Linked DNA regions of Oryctolagus cuniculus: region 2 is linked to region 1. The links are chromatin contacts, called in public Hi-C maps. All regions are on one chromosome and are shown on one strand. Each heading gives the region's core, a stretch centred on a gene start, on an enhancer-like site or on the middle of the called end of the contact. The rest is flanking DNA. Distances are from core to core; before and after follow the strand shown.

Region 1 (5,559 bases), core at 2,415-4,914:
ATTCTTAAAAGCTGACAAATACCATAAACAGCCTAAATTCAAAGGAAAACAAACTTCTTTTCTTATTAAGGAACTGCCTCAAACATTTGTATAACACTTCTTTTTTTTAAAGAGATTTATTTACTTATTTTGAAAGTAGGAGTTACAGAGAGAGAGGAAGAGACGGAGAGAGCTTCCATCTGCTGGTTCACTTCTTGGATGGCCAAAAACAGTTAATGCTGTGCCAGGCGGAAGCCAGGAGCCAGGAGCTTCATCTGGGTCTCCTGGGGGGTGGGGCAGGGGCCCAAACTCTTGTGCCATCTTTCACTGCTTCATCAGACCATTAGCAGGGAGCTGGCTCAGAAGTGGAGCAGCTGGGACATGAACTGGTCCCCTATGGGATGCCGATGTTGCAAGTGGCAGCTTAACCCACTGTGCCACAATGCCGGCCCCTCTAATACTTTTTCCTGTGCAGTTTGGGCTTCGTACTTTTTTCTCCCTCCCTCCCACCTTCCCTCCTTCCTTCTCTTCCTTCCTAAGATTGATTGATTTGAAAGACAGAGTAACAGAGAGAGATGGAGAGAGACAGGGAGAGACAGAGAGAATCTTCCATCTGCTGGTTCACTCCCCAAATGCTTGCAAAAGCCAGGGCTGGGCCAGGCTGAAACCAGGAGCTCAGGATTCTGCATAGATGGCAGGAGACAAAGCACTTGGGCGTTCTGCTGCCTTCCCAGGCGCGTTAGCCTGGAGCTGGATTGAAAGCAGAGTAGCTGAGACTTGAACTACTGCCTTGCTATAGGATGCCAGCGTCATAAACAGAAACTTCCCCCTCTGTGCCACAGTGTTGGCCCCTGGCTTCATATTCTTTCCTGTTTTTTTTTTTATATGAAAATGATTTTGCAATATTGTTTTCTAGAGAGAAAACAGAAAAGTATTTCATGTTTTTCTTTCAGCACAGCCAAAAAGTTTGTCGTCGGTTGTTTATAGAAGTTTCTTCAGCTTCAGCATTGTTGCACATTTTCAGAATTGCTCAGAAGTCTGGGAAGCCCTCCTGATGTTTCTTCTGTGTGTGAGCTGTAACAAACATTTACAGTCCTGCTAGAGTTTGTGCCCTGTGAATGCAGGCATTTTGAACAATTCAGTTTTGTGTATCACAAAAGGGTATGATTATCTGGCATTGTAATCAATGAATTATTGAGACTATTCCTGGGGTGGACATTTGACATAGCGGTTAAGATGCCCATGTCTCGGGGCCCGCACCGTGGCTCACTTGGCTAATCCTCTGCCTGTGGTGCCGGCATTCCATAGGTGTCAGGTTCTAGTCCCGGTTGCTGCTCTTCCAGTCCAGCTCTCTGCTGTGGCCCGGGAGGGCAGTGGAGGATGGCCCAATGCTTGGGCCCCTGTGCCCGCGTGAGAGACCAGGAAGAAGCACCTGGCTCCTGGCTTCAGATCAGTGCAGCGCCGGCCATAGTGGCCATTTTGGGTGTAAACCAACGGCAAAGGGAGACCTTTCTCTCTGTCTCTCTCTCTTACTGTCTAACTCAACCTGTCAAAAAAAAAAAAATGCTTATGTTTCATGGGCTGGCACTGTGGTGCAGCAGGTTAAAACCCTGGCCTGAAGTGCTAGCATCCCATATAGGCGCTGGTTCTAGTCCTGGCTGCTCCTCTTCCAATCCAGCTCTCTGCTATGGCCTGGGAAAGCAGTAAAAGATGGCCCAAGTCCTTGGGCCCCTGCACCTGTGTGAGAGACCCAGAGGAAGCTCCTGGCTCCTGGCTTTGGTTTGGTCCATCTCCAGCTGTTGTGGCCATTTCGGGAGTGAACCAGCAGATGGAAGACCTCTCTCTCTGTCTCTACCTCTCTCTGTAACTCTGTCTTTCAAATAAATAAAATAAATCTTTAAAAAAAAAGATGTCCACATCCCATATTGGAGTAACTAGCTCCAGCTTCCTGCCAATGGAGTAACTGAGTCCTTGGCCCCCACTGGGGAGACCTGGATGGAGTACCTGGCTCCTGGGCTTTTGGGACATGAACCAGCGAATGGGAGCTCTCCCTGTCTCTCAAGTTAAAAACAGATTTTGAGAAAAGAATATTCCTAATGGAGAGAAGCCATCTTTTTCTGACTGTTAATAAGAACCAGATCATCTATTTATAAATTTAAATCCTGATGGACTGGAAGAATGTTCCGCAGACTAGCTTCCGGTGCTATATCCCTTTTTACCCTTGTTTTTCCCCACTGCTGACGCACGTCTGGAGCTGGTTCCCTGAATCTGTCAGTTCTGTTGTAAGAGTTCTGGCCCCGAACCTTTGTGTCTCGATGCCTGCTGTCGGCACAGTAAGAGATAGGAATATTCTGGAAGCGCCTCCAACAGTGTCATCCAGCACACGTGCCTGCTAACCACATAGTGATATCCTGTAAACCTCACTCACTCTGTCCCTGACTCAGCTCTTCCCTGTTGCCAGAGAACTCACACCGATGACACGAGGGAATTGGGACGGGTGATTTGCCAGAAGCAGCCACCTTAACCGACGACTGTTAAAAACACCTTATTTTGTGAACCTCAGAAAGGTGTGACAGTGGTGTGCATAGAGTGCTGGCGACCTCCCAGGGTCGTAGGAGAGGCCAGAGCAGGTCAGTCTGCTGAAGTGAGGACTGACTGGCGTAGCTTGCAGAAAGCATTTGGACCAGGAAGTGCTTCACAGATGTTACCTATCACGTACCACTGATATGGGGACAGACAGACGGTATCCACAGAAGACCAGGAAGTCTGGGAACACATCCCATGACAGACAGACAGACAGGTCGTGAAGACAATGTCTCATACTCATCAGTAAGATATGGAGTTCTTCAGCAGAGGCACTGGTGTAACGTTATCTCAATTTATTGGAGGTAGATTATATTTCATTCCTTACACCGAAATATAAGCCTGAAAGAATAAAGCTATCTATTGAAGAAGATGGTGAAAAAAAAAAAAACAAAAACAAAAACAAGAAACTAGAATAGAACCAGAATAAAACATGAGTGAAAAGCACCTGGTTTTGAAGTGGAAAATTTTCTAAACACAACACCAAACTAAATCCATAAAATAAAAACAATGGTTAAAGTTCTGTCCATCTAAAAATAAAGCATAGTAAAATTCAAAATAAGCAGACTGAGAAGAATGTTTGCATGATTTATAACAAGTGATATCCTTGCTAGATAAAGAGCTTTTACAAATCAACAAGACAGAACCATCCGACCTCTCCCCTCTCCATGTCCCCCCCCGATGGATGAAGGACACAAGCAGAATGCATTGAAGTATAACCGATCTGAAGAGTGATTCAGAAAGGCATGTCCACAGTTCTTGCTTTAAAAGCAGGAATCTTCACGTGCCAACAACACGTGACATGGGAAGATGTCCCAGGGAGCAGTTCAGCAGATCAACAAAGTGGTGCAATCACTTTTACTGTTGCCTGCTGCCGGCCAAAGAGAAAGGCCTCAGTCTTTTGGTAAAATTCCATTGTTACATAATGAGGTGTAGTTGGTCTGTGACTAGCTACTTGAAATATGTTTCCTACCGCGGAGAACTACATATATTTTACAGGGGTATGCTTTTATTTAAAAAAAAACAAAAACGGCTGCATGTGTTCACCATTTAGCCTGTAGCTTTATCTCCATTTTCCAAATTCCAGCATGCAAAGATCCATGTGTGGAGGTTCTGGACTTCCTGTTTTGAGACCCAGATAAACTCTGGCTGAGGAATGGGGGTTACAGAGGGAGTGAGATGTTCCAGCTAAAAACACGAATGGGCTGATAAACTCGAGACTTAGGAGCTGCAGTTCCTTTTTTTTCTTCTCTCTGGCATCTCTCCCCATCTTCTGAGAGTGCCTCGGGCTTAGACAGTGAAACGATCCATCGCCAGTGTCATTTTGTGCTGAAGTTCCAAAATAGGAATTTTTGTATGTTCTTCCATATTGTAACTTGAAATCCTCTCTCCCCTTGTACCAACTTGTGAAAAGAGCAGGTTACTAATATATATATATATATATATATATATATATATATAAAGATTTATTTGTTTGTTTGAAAGTCAGAGTTACAGAGAGAGAAAAAACAGAGAGTGATATTTCATCTGCTGGTTTACTCCCCCTAGATGGCTGCAATGGTTTTGGCTAGGCCAGGCCGAAGCCAGGGGCCAGGAGCTTCATCCGAGTCTCCCACGTGTGAAGCAGGGGCCCATGTATTTGGGCCATCTTGTGATGCCTTTCCAAGGCCATTAGCAGGGAGCTGGATAGGAAATGGAGCAGCCGGGACACAAACAGGAGCCCATATGGGATGCCGGTGTCGCGGGCAGTGGCTTTTCCCACCATGCCATGATGCTGGCCCCGAGAAAGAGGTTGTTCTTTTTTTTTTTTTAAAGTAAAAATATTGTGAAATCTGAGTACATTAAAAATATATTTTATCCACTTGAAAGCCAGAGTGGCAGAGACAGAGACAGAGAACGATCTTCCGTCTGCTGGTTCACTCCCTAAATGCCCACAACAGCCAGGGCTGGGTCAAGCCAAAGCCAGGAGTCTAGAACTCCATGCAGGTCTCCCAAGTGGATGGCAAGGGCCCAAGAACTTGGGCTGTCATCTGCCGCCTCCCAGGGCGTTCATCAGCGGGAAGCTGGATCAGAAGTGGAGAATCTGCCCTCAGGTACAGAATGTGGGCATCTCAAGCGCAGCTTAACCCCCTGTACCGCAAGATGGTAAGAATTTTGCACTAACTTCCTGCTGAGCATTGGCCAGGACACTAGGCGTGTCTATGCCATAAGTTCAACGGATCTCCCTGACTGCCTCTGGAATGCTCCCAGACAAGTTCCATTTGACTCCATGCAATGGAATTCAGCTTAACTCTGCAGGGCACCGGCAGTGCGATCGCAAAGATGAGCAGGACACAGCATTGCCCGAGGAAGCTTCTGATTTAGTAGGAGGAGGAAGCCTTGTGCAGCTGGAAATAAAACGCCGTTCGCTCTCTTATCCGTACCGATACTGGATTTCTTCCCGGAGCAGCAGCACAGGCAAGGTGCCATGCGCTCGCCTACATCCAGCTTGCTCGTGGAGCTCTCCTCTCTGCGCTCGTCACTGCTTTCTGGAACACAGCCCAGGAAAGTAATATATGTCACCATGTGCGCTGGTTTATAATTAGAACAAATGGGAGCACTTCGCAGAGAAAGACCCATCGGCAAGAAAGATGTTTCGTGAAACCCCAGAAAAGGCAATCCAGAAGAGGGGAGGAGGAAGAGCTCCAGTTGGGAAAATAATGCAATAAGCAAGAGAGAGAAGACATGTAAAAAGCGTCAGAGGCTATTACGATGCCCTTAGGATTTTGATATTTCAGGGAGTGTGTAAAAATACAGCCCTATTGGGTTACTCTCTCTTTGAAAGGATGAGTATTGTAAGTATAAATAGAAGCCATGGTCAAGGAGCCCAACGCAGAAAACGGCTCCCAGATCCGACAGAGACTCCTAACCTTGGGCAGACCTCAAGGACACCTGCCACCCAGTTTGAACCCCAGGGAAGGCAGCGGTAAAGTGAGAAGGGCCCAAGATTGTCCTTCC
Region 2 (5,574 bases), core at 914-3,413, 40 kb after region 1:
GGGAGTGAACCAGCACATGGAAGATCTCTCTCTCTCTCTCTCTCTCTCTCTCTCTCTCTCTCTCTCTCTTTCTCTCTAACTCTGCCTCACCCTCTCTTTCAAATAAGTACATACATCTTAAAAAATCACAATAAAGAAAGAAATGACTTTGTATATCAATTTTGCTGCAGATACGGTGTACTGTCAAGCTTGCTTTTAAATATTTGTGTAAAAATTGATAGGAATTATATACTGCTGTAGTTTTCATGATTTTGTGACCATTTTAAAATGTGCTCTGTATGAGTGGAGCTGAACGTCTTCGTCTGGTTGTTATTTGTAGCCCTTGCCTGTTTTCCTCCAGAACTAGTCTTTTTACTTTTGTTTGTTGAACACTTTATTTAGTCAGATATTAAGACTTTAAATACAATGTAAATTAAAAATGTTATCTAAAAAATTAAGTTGGAAACAAAAAAGAAAGAAACAGGGGCCAGCGCTGTGGCATGACAGGTAAAGCCACCACCTGTGGTGCTGGCATCCCATATGGGTGCCAGTTCAAGTCCCGGCTGCACCACTTCCAATCCTGCTCCCTGCTAATATGCCTGGGAAAGTATCGGAAGATGGCCCAAATGCTTGGGCCCCTGCACCCACGTGGGAGACCCAGATGAAACTGCTGGCTCCTGGCTTCAGTCTGGCCCAGCCCTGGCCATTGCAGCCATTTGGGGAGTGAACCAGCAGATGGAAGATCTCTCTGTCTCTCCTCTCTAACTCTGCCTTTTATACAAATAAAAATAAATTAAAAAACAGAGGGAGAGAGAGAAAGGAATGGTGCTTGGTGAAGAGGATGGGGAGGTGCAGGAGGTTGGTCAGGTGCAGTGAGGTTGGGGCAGGGAGCCCAGGGTGGAGGCTGGGACATGTCTACTGGGAGGTCGTGTGGACCAGAACCAAGAGGTGGTGCAGAATGGGAGGAGCAAATAGACTTGAGTGACATTTGGAAAGTAACTGTTGTAAGGACAAGAATCTGGGGAGGTGGGGACTGAGGGGGACTCCCCTGTCGCTGGCTTGGGCGGCAGGTGTATGGTGGTGCTGCCGGATGAGTTAAGGCAGGTGGGGGACCCCGTGTTGAGCACAAGGAGGCCCAGGCAGTGATGCCGAGGGAGGAGCCGAGAGCTGGGAAGGATGACGTGGGATCTGCCAGCGTCCACATGGTCAGAAGAACTACGCGTGGACGAGACAAGAAGGAGAAGGTGGCACGTGGGGAGAAAGCTCAGGCCCTGGGGATGCCTGAGCAGGTGTCTGTGGCAGGGATAGGATGCAGAGGGTTCTGGGGGTTCCAGGCACAAAGCAGAGGGAAAAACTGAAACAAGGAGGACTGATGGGGGGGGGCTGGCTTCAGATTAGCAAGAGGGAGGCACAGGGGCTCAGAGATGTCTTCCTCATCGCCTGCAGGGAGGGGTTAAGGAGACCGGTGACCCTCAGCAGTGGTCGTGGAAGAGCGTGATGGGCAGGTCACAGGTGCGGCCACCTCTGGATGAAGCTTTGGCGTCTGGAGCTCAGACGTAGGGAGACCCACCTGCTGAGCCCGGTGGCCCTGGGGCTGTCTGCTTTGTGGCTCATTTCCCCTCATGGCCAACACAAGCCCAGCAGTAAGTCCCCCTGCCCCAAGTACAGACCCGTGCCCCTCTCTTAGGCGCGTCTGAAACTCCCTTCCCCACCCTCCCGCGGCCCCGGGCAGGTCCGGACCCTGGCTGCACCCGGCAGCCACAGCCCCCCCCCCCGCCCCCCCCCAGCAGGAGCTGTGACCGTGACCGCGCTGCGAGGCCCGCCCTGGCCTCCCAGCCTTTGTTCCCCCTCGGGTCCACCGGGCTCCTTTGGTGGCAGCCTGGCCTCCAGCAGCTTCCTGGAATAGAAACCAGCAGAGCCCTACCTACCCCCGCCCCGCAATCGCGCACTGCCCTGGGGGGCAGCTTCATTGCCACCCCCCCCCCCAACCCAGAGACGGGAAGAGCGGGGCAGGGTCCGACTCCAGTGTCCTGCGCAGGGGTGGCCAGCCTGTTTGCTCCCAAGGGCCATTTGGATAATGAGAACATTATCCCGGGCCGTACAAAATCCTCAATTTACAGATTAGCCTGCGGTAGATTCACTGGATTTCGATATCCTAGGCAGCCCCAGGCGCAAGGATTCGGGGCCCTGCGTTCCCTCGCGCTTGCGTGGAGGGGGTGACCACAGGGAAGACACGCACAGAGGTTAAGTCATTTGTCCAAGAGTCACTGCCGGTGAGTGGGCACCCAGGGTTTAAAACCAGGATTCCGATTCTTCGCCCGCTCCTCCCAAGGTCGCCCGAGCGTTGGTCCCGCTGGGGACCCGGTCCCAGGCCCCTCCCGCTCCGACAGCCCCGGGTCCGGCCGCCGCGTGACCGTCAGCTCCGCGGTGCGCCTGGGGCCGCCGTCCCGCCGCGGGCGCGCGCCGGGGGCACCTGTGCCGGGGCGGGGCCGGCGCCAAGGGGCCAGCGGCGAGGCGAGGGCGCCTCCCGGGACTGCACCGCGGCGCTGCTCCGGGCGGCCGGGGACGCGGCGCGGGGCGCGCGGGGCGGGGCGCGGCCGGGGCTCCGAGGGCCGACGCCGCGGGGCGCGGGCGCCGCCGGAAGCGGGCGGGGCGCGGGCGGGATGCGGTGAGGAGCGAGCGGCGCGGCGGCGGCGGCGATGAGTGCTTCGGCGGCCACCGGGGTCTTCGTGCTGTCCCTCTCGGCCATCCCGGTCACCTACGTCTTCAACCACCTGGCGGCCCAGCGCGAGTGAGTGGCGGGCGCCGCGGGGGTCGCGCCCGGGGCCGGCGGGGCGCGGCGGGAGCTCGGGCAACTTTGCGATGGGGCCCCGAGTCCGCCCGCACCGGGACGCAGGGAACCGGGGCCGCCTGGGGGCGCGCGGGCCGGGGTCTACGCCGCCTGCCGGGGGCGGGAGGGGGCGACTGCCGGGTGCCTGCCTCTTGCCTGCCCCGCGCGCGTGGCCGGGTCACGGAGGTCAACGGGGCGATGCCCCTGTCCTTGGGCAGCGCGGTGGGGCGCCGGTGGGGAGCGGACCAACGCGGAGGCGAGGAGCCTGGCCCCGCTGCCAGCCGGCCGCCTCCTCCCCTCCCCATTTCACCGGGAAGTTTCCATGTATGGACTTCCACATACTCACCATTTCTTATTAATTTTAGAAACTACTGTGGCTGACGCGCAGGAGTCGCCCCGAGCCAGCAGGCAGGGCCGTGGGTTCCAGGCCTGGTTTGGGCACTATCGCTGGGGCCTGGCCTCGCTTTTCTCGTCTGCCAAGTGGGCTCTGTTTGCATCCTGTGGTCAGGATGCAGGGAGGCTTGTGTGTGTAGGCGCAGCCGCGAAAGGAGAAGTGGGGACAGGGAGGTGGGTGGGGCCGAAGGAGGGGCCCTGAGCCTGGGTCCGAAGCCCCGCCTGGGGTCTCAGCTCTGCAGGGGCAGCCCAAAGCCCCAGGGGCGCAGAGGGAAAGGGGACAGCTTCAGGGCCTGCCGTGGTGGGGGGAGGCTGGCGGTTGGTGCTAAGGAAATTGCATCAGTCTGCAGGCTGCAGCTGACAGCCGCTGAGTGTCTACAGCAGAGCAGGGACGCCTGTGTGGCGCTGGGGCCACCTTGTCCCCGGAAGCACCTGTACCGGGGGTTCCCTGTGCGCGGGCGGTGCCTGCCCTCCTCCTGCTGCCTCTCCATGCCTCTCCTGTTAAGTGTCTGCCATTGGACTGCCCAAGGGGACCCTGTGCCCCTCAAGTGGCATTATGGGCAGTTCAGTGACTATTTACTGGGTGCCTCCTGTATCCTGGGCTGTTCCAAGTGTGGGGACATAGCCGTGACCAAGCCAGAAAAGGCCGGGGGGGGGGGGGAGCACTGGTGTTCGGCTGAGTGGTGAAGAGCTGTGTCCCACATTGGAACACCTGGGTTTAATTCCTAGCTGCCCCCGACTGCAGCTTCCTGCTAAGGCAGACCCCGGGAGGCAGCAGATGATGGCCCCGGTGATGGGGAGCAGCCTCACATGGGGGAGAGAGAACCTGGATGGTGTTCCTGGCTACGAGTTTCTGTCTGAACCAGCCCTGGCCATTGCATCTGGGGAGTGACCCTGTGGATGGGTCACTTCTGTCTGTGTCTCTGCCCTTCAAAAAAAAAAAAAAAAAAAAGGTTGAGACAGACATCCACAAATGCATGAAGAGATGGGGCGGGAAGGGGGCTGGTGGCCAGGGGAGGTTTCCTGGAGGAGGGGACGCCAGTGCTGGGAAACACGGGGAGCAGAGCGGGAGGAAGTGGGTGCACCTGTCAGGTATCTTGGAGGAGAGCAGGGGGATTTGCAGACGACTCCAGGGTTTCGGCCTCAGCCACTTGGAAGAGACAACGGCATTTGCATCTGCCTTGGTGGGGACAGAACTGGGTACTGCTGGGCCATACGGATCGCGTTGCTAAGCCCTGCCGCGTCTTTGAAGCTTTGGTTCCAGCTGCTCCTCCCGCCCTCCTGTAGGTTAAAATTCCAGTGGCCTCAGACCCTCACTCGCCTCTCGCCACCCCCTGCCCCACAGGTGCAGGGACTGGCCTGGTGTCTGTCCCCTCCCTTCCCTGCTCTGTGGCCCTGGCCCTCTCTGACCTGGCCTGCGGCAGAGGCTCCCAGGTGAGGCCCCACCCACTATGCTAGTGACCTTGCCCCTTGAACCTGCCTGGCCCTCCCCTGCCTCTTTGCTGGGGTGCCGCTTCTCTCCCTGGGGGCACTGACAGTTGAAGACATTGCATGGCCCACACAGAGTAAAACCCCGCCCCTTCCTTTTGTGGCTCTCCCTCCAAGTGAAGGGGTGCCTCTCCTCTTGGAGCAACCCCAGCCTCTGGATCGCACCTTTCCCACAAGAGTTCCTTCCTTGGGGCTGGAACACACCTCCCCAGGCTGTGGCTCACCTTGGTTTTGTCTGCCCAACCCAGCACCTGTGCAGAGTGGGCGCCTGGTTATATTTCAGACTTTGTGAAAGTCTGAAAAACAGAAAAGGCAAATTAGGTGGGAAGGTGGGGAGGAGGTAGGTCAGGAAGGGTTGGACTCTCTCTCTCTCTCTCTCTCTCTCTCTCTCTCACACACACACACACACACACACACACACACGGCTCCTACGCATCCATCCGTGCCCCTCCTTGGGAGGTGTCTGTTCCTGGAAGGGCATCTGTAACCCCCGTCCCTCCGAGACTAACAACCATGTCACTCTGGGCTTGCCTGCCCGAGCCCCTACTTGGCCAGTCCCTCTGTTGGCCACTCCCGCTGACCTGAGCAGATCCTGTGCTTGGCTGCTGCGGGAGGTCTCCAGGGACCTGCCGCCCCAGTTTCCCTTCGCTCTTTCCTCCTCCCTAGAGGTGGCGTGCACAGGGGATGCTGTGAACCAGTTTGCACGGCTTCCCCCTGCTCCACCAGGGCACCGGCCGTGTGACTGTGCTGCCTGTGAAATCGGGCTCTTGGTAGGAGCAGCCCACCACCTGCCTCAGGCTGTTCTTCATGAAAGTGCTGCAGCGTGCCTGACCTCTGACCTCCTCCCTCCCAGGCGCTTCAGCCCAGGGTCATGTTCTTGACCC

The links. A called contact is a pair of places that touch in the nucleus more often than the background predicts.
Region 2: a contact with region 1 is called in a Hi-C map of skin fibroblasts, with 3 times the contacts expected there. The contact joins the promoter of TM6SF1 here to the enhancer-like site in region 1. A contact is called at or near these places in 2 of 6 Hi-C or Micro-C datasets (skin fibroblasts and an unstated tissue).

Annotation. Positions count from the first base shown.
Region 1 is chr12:101,930,882-101,936,440 of mOryCun1.1, forward strand. It overlaps LOC138844749 (a long non-coding RNA gene), which reads left to right. Exons shown (of 3, transcript XR_011381064.1): 3 at 933-1,887. Among named protein-coding and RNA genes, the nearest start is that of BTBD1, 9.0 kb to the left of the region's middle. Within about 2 kb of position 3,665, at least 5 of the 8 cell types and tissues checked have an H3K27ac peak or open chromatin away from gene starts, as enhancers often do.
Region 2 is chr12:101,972,366-101,977,939 of mOryCun1.1, forward strand. TM6SF1 (transmembrane 6 superfamily member 1) reads left to right here and starts at 2,164. Exons shown (of 10, transcript XM_051834261.2): 1 at 2,164-2,252.